Regions from separate parts of the Mus musculus genome. Here region 2 is linked to region 1. Evidence: chromatin contacts called from public Hi-C data. All regions are on one chromosome and are shown on one strand. The core of a region is the stretch at or near the end of the contact, and the rest is flanking DNA. Distances in the headings are between cores, read along the strand shown. Region 1 overlaps Gm14051 (a long non-coding RNA gene). Region 2 overlaps Cds2 (CDP-diacylglycerol synthase (phosphatidate cytidylyltransferase) 2).

The links. Hi-C and Micro-C count contacts between places; a contact is called where the count stands out from the background.
Region 2: a contact with region 1 is called in a Hi-C map of the HPC-7 cell line, with 23 times the contacts expected there. The contact joins two enhancer-like sites. A contact is called at or near these places in 14 of 484 Hi-C or Micro-C datasets (the F1.1 cell line, the G1E-ER4 cell line, the HPC-7 cell line and 3 more).

What each region holds. Positions count from the first base shown.
Region 1 is chr2:132,166,658-132,173,037 of GRCm38.p6, reverse strand. All of the region lies in intron 2 of Gm14051 (a long non-coding RNA gene), which reads right to left. Among named protein-coding and RNA genes, the nearest start is that of Slc23a2, 25 kb to the right of the region's middle. Within about 2 kb of position 3,732, at least 39 of the 459 cell types and tissues checked have an H3K27ac peak or open chromatin away from gene starts, as enhancers often do.
Region 2 is chr2:132,278,206-132,284,585 of GRCm38.p6, reverse strand. The region is part of intron 1 of Cds2 (CDP-diacylglycerol synthase (phosphatidate cytidylyltransferase) 2); the gene reads right to left. Among named protein-coding and RNA genes, the nearest start is that of Gm46766, 18 kb to the right of the region's middle. Within about 2 kb of position 2,310, at least 98 of the 459 cell types and tissues checked have an H3K27ac peak or open chromatin away from gene starts, as enhancers often do.

The DNA.
Region 1 (6,380 bases), core at 2,483-4,982:
GCAGCTGGGTAGGATTGTTAATTGATTCCATGCCTTGGCAGCTTGCAAACACCACAATCAGGTAAATGTACAACAAAAAAACCCCTAAACTATAGACCAATATTCCTGATGAACTTAGATGCAAAAATCCTTAATAATATACCAGCATACTGAATATAGACAGATACATTACACAATTTTTAAGTTGGCTTTACTGGGAAATGCAGGGTTAGTTCAATACACATAAGTCAATAAGCGTAATAAATAACATTAACATAACTGAAGACAAAAATCACATGACCATCTCAATAGATTTAGAAAAGGCCTCTGGGAAAAAAAAATCCAACATGCTTTCATGATAAAAGTCCTGGAGGCAGTAGGACTGGAGGGAACACATGGAAACACGGCAAAGGTCATATGTGATAGATCCAATCAACATCATCCTAAATGGAGAAAAACGTGAAGCATCCACTGAAATCAGGAATGAGACAGGGTTGCTCACCATCCCCACTCCTTTCAGTATAGCCCAGGAGGCACTAGCTAGAGCTATATGGCAGGAGAAGGGAAGTGAAGTGATGTGAATGGGAAAAGAAGTCTTCACAGAGGATCTGATAGTACACCTCAGAGATCCCAAAAACTCCACCAGGAAACTTCTAGAACCCATCAACAATTTCAGCAATGTGATAGGGTATTAAATCAATGCTCAAATCAATAGCCTTTCTATAGACGAACAACAAACACTGAGAGAGAGAGATGATGGCCAACTCCCAGTTACAGCATCAGAGAAAATAGGGGAGCTTGGAATAAACCCAAGAAGAAGGCCTGTGCACTCACTGTTAATGGTACTGTTTTCAGAACTGTCGAATAACGGCTTATCACTGGATGGTTCCCGTGACAACTGATAGGGTTCATAGGGTTATAATCGGTAAGGAGAAAGGGATCAGGAAGCCAGGTTATCTTTATTGCATAAGCAGTTTTGCTTGAGATTCCCAGGGCAATGTCTGGGGAAAGGAACAAAGTCCTAACAAACCAAGGTCAAGTTCAGTCGCCTTAACCTGGGTCATTGCTATTCTGATATAAAATATCTATACAGAAAAAGAAGATTAACCTCGAATGGGCGAACGTCAGTACAAACGTTCCTTTTGCTGCACTTCTTCCTCCTCAGCTGGCAGAGGCTCCGACCAGACTCCAGGATGATGGATGGCACTGTTCCTGTTCATGCCTCCATAATTTCCTTGTCTATTAAAAACATTTTATTTTAGATATAACTTATTATTTTATGTGTGTAAATAAGTTATGTATCCACATATGTACATGCCACCACATATATGCCTAGTGCCCAGGGAGGCCAGAAGAGATGGGATCCCCTGGACCTGGAGTTACAGATGGTCATAACCCTCCTTATATGGGTGACGGCGATTGAACTCAAGTCCTCTGGAAGAGCAATAAATACTCTTAAGCGCAAAATCAGCTCTCTGGCCCACCTCATCCTCCAGGTTTCTTGCCTGGTACTTCTTGGGTTCTCTTGAAACAATTTTTTTATGCTGTAGCTTAGCATGGCAGTGAACTCATTATGTAGTTCAGACTGGCCTTTAACTTGTGGCAATGGGACCTCATGTGCTTCATGATACAGCAAGAAATGTTCTTTGTTTAGACAGAATCTCACTGTGTATGTCTGGCTGGCCCAGAACTCACTATAAAAGTCAGGCTGGCCTTGAATTTGCAGAGATCCACCTGCCTCTGCTTCCTGAGTGCTGGGATTACATGTGTGCCCCACCACATCTAGAGGAATATTTTTAATGTGTAACTGAGTAAAAATTGGTCTGTAAATTTTGTGGTTGTTGTTTGTTTTGTTTCTCAAGACAGGGTTTATCTGTTTAGTAGCCTGGGCTGTCCTGAACTCACTTTGGCCTCAAACTCACAGAGATCAGCCCGTCTCTGTCTCTGAACTGCTGGGATTAAATACGTGTGCCACCATGCCCAGCTCCTCAAAGGTTTCTTTCTTTTTTTTTTTTTTTTTTTTTTTTTTTTTGGTTTTTCGAGACAGGGTTTCTCTGTATAGTCCTGGCTGTCCTGGAACTCACTCTGTAGACCAGGCTGGCCTCGAACTCAGAGATCCGCCTGCCTCTGCCTCCCGAGTGCTGGGATTAAAGGCGTGCGCCACCACCGCCCGGCTCTCAAAGGTTTCTTATGTGAGAAAAAGAACTTGCCAGGGTGGGGTGGTGGGGTAGTAGGGTTGTGGGGTGGCAGTGGTGGTGCATGCCTTTAATCCTAGCACTTGGGAAGCAGGGGCAGCTTGGTCCACACAGTGAGTTCAAGGACAGCCAGGGCTTTCTGGAGAAGCCCTGTCTCAAAAGAAAAAACAAAAACAAAACAAAACAAACAAAAAATAGACTATTAATCAATAAGAACTTAGTGATTGATGGGCAAAAGATACTATCTCACTGTGAATTTGTTTTGGCTTTTGAGACAAGGTCTCACTATGTAATCCAAGTTAAGCCTTACATTTAAGTTTCTTCTCTCTCAACATCCCAGGTACTAGGATCACAGGCATCTTCCACATGTATAAAATATTTTACATGGGGCCAGGTGTGTTAGCACATGACTTTTTTTTTTTTTTTTTTTTTTTGGTTTTTCGAAACAGGGTTTCTCTGTATAGCCCTGGCTGTCCTGGAGCTCACTTTGTACACCAGGCTGGCCTCGAACTCAGAAATCTGCCTGCCTCTGCCTCCCGAGTGCTGGGATTAAAGGCGTGCGCCACCACGCCCAGCAGCACATGACTTTCATCCCAGAACTCCTGAGATGGAGGCAGGTGGGTCTCTGTGAGTTTGAGGCCAGCCTGTTCTACAGAGTGACTTCCAGGACAGCCAGGATTTACAGATAGACTCTGTCTTAGAAAACCAAAAAATTTCCTGATCTGTAACTTTCCACTTTCCTTGGCTGTGCAAGAGTTTTCAGTCAATGTACGTGAATAGACAATGACGAATCTTTTTTTGGTTTTGTTATTTTTGGTCTTTTGAGACAGAGTTGCTCCATTATGCAGGCCAGACTGGTCTCAGACTCTCGTAGCTCTCCCTGCCTCTGGCTTCCAGTGCTGCCACTACAGATATGAGGTACTACACCCAACGACAATGATTACGATTCCCCCCCCCCCCCCCAGTTAAAACGTGTAAAGATATTTCAATATTTTCATCTAGATTTTTGTTGGTGGTGGTTTTATTTTGAGGCATGGTCTCACCCTGCATCCCTGGCTGGCCTCAAACCCACAGAGATTCCCCCTGCCTCTGCTTCCTGGCACTTTTTGATGCATTTTCGCTTCCTGGAAAGCTTAGCATCCCATCCTATTTACCATGAGTCCACTCCTCATACATGTGTGCCTCCACCCAGAGATCGTGCATTTGAGGAAGGCAGAGCATTGCTACGGAACAGTAAAATAAAATAAGGTGGAAGCAGGGGAGGTTTTTAAAGCCAAAGTAAGGAACAAATGTTTGGGTTTTGACTCAGCACCTCAATCATGCCTAGGCAAGCACTCTACTGCTAACTGTATTCCCTGTGCTGAATTCTTGAGAAAGAGGCTCACTCTACCCCTGCTGTCTTGTACTCTCAAGGGGGAAGGAAGTTAGGTCACTGAAACGTGTTCTTGAAAAATATTAAACCCTCGGCTCTTTCTCTTTTATTTTCTGCTTCCATGTCATGCGCAGCTCTGCCCCAGCATCTTCCTCCCATCCGCGCCCACACTCTGTGTCATCCTGCCTTGTCATAGGTCCAGAAAAAGCAGAACCAAGTGAGTGACCGTGGACTGAGACCTTGGAAACTGTGAACCCAGACTGCAGTTTCTGTTTCTCTTCCCGTTTTAAATGGTGGTGATTAAACCTAGAGGGACTCAGGCATGCCAGTCTACTGTTCTACCCCAAGGCATGACCCCCTCCTATCTCTTCACTTTCTTAGCTCTCTCTCCAGGGAGACCTTCTGTCATAATGCCACAAGGCATAAAAATGTATATGCGTAGGCCCATGTGAAGAACCAAAGCCAGGCAAGAGCCACAGGAGCAGGAATGCAAGTGGGCCCCCCTCCTGGCACACGATGGCTGCCTTCTCAATAACTTGCCTTCAGCTTCCTGGGAGCCTTGGCAACCCTGCCACCCTGTGATCCTCACTTTCAGAAAGTGCAGTAAATGTTTGTTTGCAGTTGCTTACATTGGGATTACTTCTTACCCAGCATTAGCTAACTGATAGGCCTCGCAGTTCTGACCTTTCTGTGGCAACCACAAGGCCTGCAAACTGTGGCAAGCTTGTCTGTTGCTTCTTCTCCAGATCTTCACTTGTCTTCCTTTTCACCAACTACTCTTTATCAGGAATAAAAGTACTGCAAGAAGGTAACCCCGTCTCTTCAAGAAAGAGGCTGACATTTCTTCAGTGAGAATGAGTGGGGAGAGACGCTGTGCAAACCCGACAATCTAGTGCCTAGTTCTCACAGTGGAAGGAGAGCACCGAATCCCGAGAGGTGACCTCTGATCTCCATGTGTGCACATGGCAAGCACTTATCTGCATCCCATACACAATAATAAATTAATTTTAAAGAGCCCATTTGAGAATAATGAAACGCAAGTAAAGGCCATTCTATTACTGGCATGTGAGGTGTGGCAAATGCTCTCTGGCCCCAGTCACCTCAGACCTTTCTGGTGCCAAGCATCTATTAAAATGTTAGCATTGGCCAGGTATGGTGGCGCACACCTTTAGTCCTAGCACTTGGGAGGCAGAGGCAGGAGGACTTTGTGAGTTCTAGGCCAGCCTAGTATACATAATGAGCTTCAGGATAGCCAAGACTACTTAGAAAGATCCTGTCTCAAAAAAAAAAAAAAAAATTGCTGGCATCATCTTCTATGGGCTGTGGTTTTCCCTATGCCTTTCAAACAACCTATAGATTTGCCCAGGGACAAAGGCTGAATGTGTTGAGGAGTTGATAGCCCCAAGCTCCATTCTAAGCCACCCATGTCTCTTGGGAGCTAGAATTGTCTAACCCTCACCTCCCACTCTTGTCAGATAGGATAAATGGCAGGTATGTACTTTGCAGTTTCTCAGAAATCCCTGTGGGGGCTGAAACCCACTCCTCTGGGCAGCATCTCTTTCCTGTCTTACCTCCTCATCCCCCAAGATGGGTGCTTCACCTGGCAAACATACCACCCATTTTACCTGTTAGTGCTTGAGCCTCGTCTTAGGGTCGGCTTCTAGGGGACCACACAGAGACTAGATGCACCCACAAAAGCCTGATAGGATACTTTTTGATTGTCTCCTTTGAATCTACTGAGATGATCAGTTCTTGCCTCTTTAGTCTGAAGCAGTGAAAGTCACATTGGCGATTCAAGACAGGAAAACAGCATTCTTGTCATCCTGGAATCAACAGGGTGGCCCTTCTGTCTGTCATGCCTCAAGGGAGTCTGCCCCACTGCCACAAATTGTGTATTCCTGTTTCCCACACTGGGAGAAAATCACAGGGTCAGCACATCTGGACTACAATGGCTCACGGTATCCCGACCACGACATTCATGCCCCTCCCCTCAAGAAACATAGTTAATGCTGATCCATAATTGTCAAATTGTGGAAAATTATGATCGAAGCAGAGCCACCACCACTTTCTTTCCACTGCCCTTTCTAGTTTGACGACAGATCTGCTGGGAATGACTAGGTCCTGTTTCTTAGCTGTGGCACCGCAGAAGGTTCTTGTTCCTCTGTGGTTATGAAAAATTGCTCGTGCACACTTGGTTTGGTGAAGTGTTTAGTGGCTAGAATTTTTAATTTAGATTCAGTGTCAGTATTAAACAAGTATTTTTGTTTGCTTGTTTCCTCTTGAACAACTTTTAGTAGTTGGTATTTTTCAGTAAAGTTTTCTTTTTTTTTTATTAGGTATTTTCTTCGTTTACATTTTCAATGCTATCCCAAAGGTCCCCCATACCCATCCCCCCAATCCCCTACCCACCCACTCCCCCTTTTTGGCCCTGGCGTTCCCCTGTACTGGGGCATATAAAGTTTGCAAGTCCAATGGGCCTCTCTTTGCAGTGATGGCCGACTAGGCCATCTTTTGATACATATGCAGCTAGAGACAAGAGCTCTGGGGTACTGGTTAGTTCATATTGTTGTTCCACCTATAGGGTTGCAGTTCCCATTAGCTCCTTGGGTAATTTCTCTAGCTCCTCCATTGGGGGCCGTGTGACCCATCCAATAGCTGACTGTGATCATCCACTTCTGTGTTTGCTAGGCCCCGGCATAGTCTCACAAGAGAGAGCTATATCTGGGTCCTTTCAGCAAAATCTTGCTAATGTATGCAATGGTGTCAGCATTTGGAAGCTGATTATGGGATGGATCCCCGCATATGGCAATCCCTAGATGGTCCATCCTTTCGTC
Region 2 (6,380 bases), core at 1,061-3,560, 110 kb before region 1:
TGGGGAGGGACCTCACTAAGGCCGCAACAGTCCCTGCCAGCTCATGCCCGCTACTCTTTCTAGGTGTGACTGTTGTTTAAGTTGCACCGTCTTAGTTAGGATGTCTATTGCCTCGATAAAAACACCAAAAACAAACCTGGAGAGGAAAGGCTTTATTGAGCTTATACTTCCAGATCATAGTCCATCATTGAAGAAAGTCAGGACAGGAATTCAAGCAGGGCTGGAACCTGGAGAGAGAAGCTGATGCAGAGGCCACGGAGGTGCTGCAGACTGGCTGGTTCATGCCTTGCTCAGCCTGCTTTCTTATAGAACCCAGGACCACCAGCGAGGAAAGGCACCACCCTTCCTCACTGATCACTAATTGAGAAAATGCCCTACCGAGGGATCTCATGGAGGCATTTCCTCAGCTGAGGTGCCTTCCTCTCTGAAGACTCTAGCCTGTGTTAAATTGACTACCTAATCAGCAGTACGCCCCTGTTTTCTTCCAATTCCCTCTTAATTCTCAGTATTTCACGAAGGGTTGCCTCTGGCTCACAAAAAGCCTTTTAAAGCTCCCCATGTGACAGTCTGACCTTTTAGAAGAAATGAAGCTGGGCCGGACTGGGAATCCAGGTAGGTGGGACTCAGCCGACTCCACATCCTATTTCTTTACCAGACACCAATTCTCTTTTGATACCTGTTAAAATTCTCTTATTTTATCCCAGTTTGTCTTAAGAAAAGCTAAAAACAGGGACAAGGAAGGAAGCAGCGCCACCCACTAGACTCTCATTCACTTCCACGTGGTGGCGGGCGTGTGGCACACTGGTCGGTTATGCCCCTGAAGCTCGCTCCTCTCTGGGGACCTGACAGTCCAATCCATAAGTTCCAGCAGCTGAAATGACTCCACAACTTACAAACTATTTTTTGCACTGCTTTAAATGCAAATTGCAAGTCTCCTCCTGGAGCACAGACTTAACCTAAGCGTAACCTTAGTGCTGAATACAACCTTGCCATCTTAAGCAAGCCTTCTGGCCAGCTGCCAGCGTAATCAACGCCCCCCCCCCCCCCCACTTATGGAGACAAGTACAGAGGGGAGAAACTGCTAGAGGGTGCTTAAGAGATGTCAGGAGCCCTGTGTCGATCTTGATGAGAGAGCCCAGTAGGTTGAACTGAGTTCTTACAGGACAAAAAGATAAAGCCTGCACGTGTATTGCATGCGTGTGGGGTGGGGCGGGTATTGTGAGGAAGAACAAAGAAATACTTCTACTGCTTTTCAATACTAATCCCATTTGACAAGTTTGTGTGTCTAAAGAAAAGGTCAAAGATGAATTTACTGTGAGCTGGGAACTACAGAAGCAAAGTGAACTTTCTCTTTGCCCTATAAAGATTAACAAGAAGGGGCACACAGATTTTAGCTCCAGAGAGAGGGGTACTCACAGGCCAGTGAACTTCAAGAACTCAGAAAACAGAATCTTATCTACACTCTTCATGAACAAGCTGACAATTTTGAGGGCCCAGAGAGTCAGTGCTAATCCACCACGTCTACCCTGCGTGGAGTCAAATGCTCCTTCCTGGGATGTGGCTCAGCAGCTGGCTGCTGGGGAGGGAGTCTGAGAGAAGAAAGTTACAGACGCAACTCTGCTGGCAACTGTGCGGTAGAGCAGCGTTCAAGTCCCTCCAGGCATCAGCAGAGTTAGGTGCTCAGAGCGGCCCTGGAAGAGAAGCACCAAACCCCGTTGTTTCTGACTTAGAAACGCTCCATATGCCAAGGTGCCACACACTGGGGTATCATTTCTGAGACCTAGCAGAGGCACCCCCACCCTAGCATACCCTGCCTGCCGAAAGTCTCAAATCAATACTGAGATCTACAGAAAGAGCACTGGGCTTTCCAAGACGGAATTCATTACAGGCTCCCTCACCAGTAACAGCACTGAAAGGAAAGATTAAGGGTGGGGAGGGCGGGGCGTAGATTCAGCTTTTAAAAACCTAATTGATGGGCTGGAGAGAGACTGCTCAGTAGGTAAGAGCACTGACTGCTCTTCTAGAGCTCCTGAATTCATTTGCCAGCAACCACATGGTGGCTCACAACCATCTGTAATGAGATCTGATGCCCTCTTCTGGTGTGTCTGAAGACAGCTACAGTGTACTCATACACATAAAATAAATAAACTTTAAAAAACAAAACAAAACAAAAAACAACCCTATTTGACTATCAACTATCTCCAAACTATTTCAAGGGAGTAAAGGGCATTGGCAAAGGATGCGGCACTGATGACCGACCACATACCCCAGCCAGGTTCCTGGAAAGTGACTGAGAGGTCACCGTGTGCTCGCCTGGCTCTTGATTGACTCAACCCCCTGCTTCCCTCCTTTCTCGACTCATCACTTCCTCCCAGCCATCTAAGCGGGCTCAGTAATAAACAACTTTGGTCATGGTACTTTGGCACAGCAACAGAAAAGTAACTAAGACAACTGACATAAACATAAATATCTAGAAGACAGTTTGACAACAGTCCCAGTTAAGAAGACAACAGAAATAAAGTACTGAGATGCACTTCTGAACATCAGCTAATGCACAGCCAGGAACAAAGAATAAACACAAAGCCTTTTAGAGTTCCCAGTGCTCCCACCCAGCACTACAGAATTAACAGGTCTAGGTACATTTCCACTTGTTTCTCAGACAGGTTCAGAAACATGTCCACATCTCAGTCAAACTAGACTACACACTGGAAAGCCCCGGGAACAGCTAACACTTGAAAATGCTACCCTTGTGGTAAGAAACAGCTAGTTAGTCCAGGCGTGGTGGCCACACACCTGTAAGTCTCAGCACTAAAGGCTGAGGCAGGAAGAATGTGAGGCCAGCCTTGACTACACAGTGAGACTGTCACGAACAGAACAGAAAAGGAAGAAAAGACAAAGACAGACGGAGGCAGGCCTGGCAGCATGTTACCTGTAGTCCCAGCTACCTGGGAGGAGTCAGATGTGGGAGGAGCATGTGAGCTTGGGTTTTCCAACAGAATGGGCAACATAGAGAGACCCAGCCTCAAAACAACAACCTGCTTTATCCTGTATAACTTCATTAGCTCTTGACAATAAGCCTTCATCTGCACGCTTCAACAGAAAATGAACTCTAGCCGGGCAGTGGTGGCGCACACCTTTAATCCCAGCCCTTGGAAGGCAGAGGCAGGCAGATTTCTGAGTTCAAGGCCAGCCTGGTCTACAGAGTAAGTTCCAGGACAGCCAGGGATACACAGAGAAAGCCTGTCTCGAAAAACCTAAGAAAGAAAGAAAGAAAGAAAGAAAGAAAGAAAGAAAGAAAGAAAGAAAGAAAGAAAGACAGACAGACAATGGACTCTATGTTGGAAGGAGCTTGTTTTACTCACTGCTATGCCCCATGTCTGACAGCCTTGCCAACCAGGTCATTCTACCATGGGGGAAGAACCTGAAAACTCAAGGTTCTTGGAACTAAGTCTCAGCGAAGCACTGACAAAGTTAGCAAACATTTCCGGCCTGACTGAGTCCCTCGGCGCATACTCAAGCAGGAATTTCTAGGTACAGACTGTGGGGCACGGCCTCAGCAACTCCAAGAGGTGTTGGTTCAAAGAATCGGCCTCTCAATCAGAATGTAAGGATGACGGGATAGACTGTCCAGAAAGAAGGCTAAGGCCCCGAGACAGGATCTCTCAATGAGCCACACCAGAGAGACATGAGAGGCACTGAGCTTGTCCTGCATGGTGACAGCCCAGGCTGTCCATGTCCCTGCAGGTTCTTTCTACCCTGAGACCAGAGGACTAATGCCAAGAAAACTCCCAAGACACCATCAAAGCAACCATCAGCTGCATCTGACTCATGTTCAGAGTGCTAATACCGGCAATCCACTGAGCTGTCTTCATAATGAGCATCCATTCCCGGAGCACATTAAGAGGGAAAGGCTGAGCATGAAACAGAAACAGCTACCACTGACCTTCGAAACAAGACACTCCTCAGCTCAGGGAAAAGAAACACAGCACAAGCCATGGGATCCTGGGGGAAATCAAGTCATCTTGGACTTCATCTTTTTCATCTACAAAAGAAGAAAATTCCTACTTCAAGAATAATTAGACGAGCCGGGCAGTCTCGTATGCCTTTAATCCCAGCACTTGGGAGGAAGAGGCAGGAGGATTTCTGAGTTCGAGGCCAGCCTGGTCTACAGAGTGAGTTCCAGGACAGTCAGGGCTATACAGAGAAATCCTGTCTCAGAAAAAAAAAAAAAGAAAAAAGAATAATTAGACAAAACATGGCTATATTTTTTCCAAGTAGCAAGTTGAGACCCACTGGGTCTTGAAATTAATTTACTGGGTTTTACAACACACACACACACACACACACACACACACTGCCAGAAAGTAGGTTGGTGGCTCCCACGGGAGAGGTCAGTGAACAGAAGACACCACACAGAAGCCTCCCCACGGGAGCCTCCCCAGGGACTGGAAATGTTCTGTCTGATCTGCGGCTGCTGCGGGATGTGCTTAATTTATGAAAAGTCACTGGGAAAGGACAGTATGTGCACATTTCTGTTATAGCTCAACAAAAGAGCTTCAGAAAGGGTAGCTATGATAATGAAATCAAAGAGTAGCAAACTTTGACTTGTTTACAGAAAGAGTGCTGTGTTTTGAAGCTTTTGTTCCCAAATCACATGTATATACAAGCTGACATACACAGATCCAAATCCTAGTGATGGGGCCATTAAGGGTGTGGGGGCAGATAGAAGACATCTTTTTAAGGAAAGCTTGGGTTTGGGGGGTAAGGCTCAGCAGGAGAGCACTTGGGCAGCATGTGCCAGCCCCTGCCCTTGACCTCCAGTACCCCCACCCCCTCCTCCCATGGCGTGATACAGTGCACTCTGAAAGCCTGGACAAGCTGGCAGGCTCACCTGCAGTGTCCTCTTTTAGAAGCCTGACCTCCCTGCATAATCCTCAGGAGGAAGAAAAGCAGCCAATAGGGCAAAGCTTCTGCCTGAAGATTAAGTCTCAACAGAGCTCAAAGACTTTCTCAACAGATGAAACTGAAGGGCATCAAGACAAGCAGGAAATCCTGTTTTGGAGGAAAAAAAACGCAGATTACTAGCAACTAAAGACTACAGTCAGCCCACTGGCCTCAAGTCCTCAAAGTTAGCATAGCACAGGGGAGTCTAGCAATGTCTGACTAGAGGAAGGGCAGCAGCTTAGTGGTCCCTTGGCTTCTCCTCCTAGCGTCAGCTCATACAGGGAAAACACCTTAAACAGAAAGATCTAATATTTATTTATTAATAAATAATAAATCTATTTTAGGGGGCTGGTGAGATGGCTCAGTTGCTAAGAGTACCTGACTGCTCTTCCGAAGGTCCAGAGTTCAAATCCCAGCAACCACATGGTGACTCACAACCATCTGTAATGAGATCTGACTCCCTCTTCTGGAGTGTCTGAAGACAGCTACAGTGTACTTTACATATAATAAATAAATAAATCTTTAAAAAAAATAAATCTATTTTATATTTAATAAACTCAGTTAATGTGGGACATCTTGGTAAATTTTCTTTAGAAATAATATTTAAATTTTGTCTACTAACCTACCCAGGAAGAATAATTAATGTTCAAAATTATATTTTTTATTAACTTGGGTTTTTAATTACCATTCTGAGGTATGTCAAAAAGTTAAATATTTGAACCACTTGATTTTCTTAAATCCTACGCATTTTTAAATGAAACACTAGGGTTGTGTTAATGTAGCATTAACGCATATTTTACCTGGTACTTCAGCACTAAAATAAAACACAGGCCGATTTTCTTTGTGCTTCACAACACATCAGTCACTAAGCATATCAAACTAAGTCAGAGGCCTGGCTCTCACTGCCCAAGTCGTTGCTAATCTTCACAGCTGATTTAGCACCAACTCAACCTCAACCTCCTGACAAGCCACAGGTGCTGGGAACTGGGTCCAGCCATGGGAAAGGAGTGCATGACCAAAGCCAACCCTGTGAGCCTAACCCCTGCGGCAGCTGAAGAAATCTAAGTCAGGAATCCAACTCCAGAGAGCATGTGCTGAGAAGACAGCAGGAGACGCCACCTAACGGGGCCGTGGACAGTGATTTCCACAGGAGCAAGGGGAAGAAAGGAGATGTGGAAGTGGGCTGCAAGAGTCCAGAGAATTTCCTAGAAGAAGCTGGAGTTGGTCTGGGTCTCAGAAGATTGGGGCTCTGTGACAGTCACTGCACAGTTCCAGGATGCTCCTGCTTCCGGGATGAAAACCTCAAAGACTTCTGGGCACTGTCACTGCCTCCTCTCTACAAAAACAGATGCAGAGAAAGGCAGGTTCTCCCGGAGACATTCAAGCCTTCCTTCTTTGGATGGCTCTTTCACCAAACCCAGGAAGAAAACTGACTT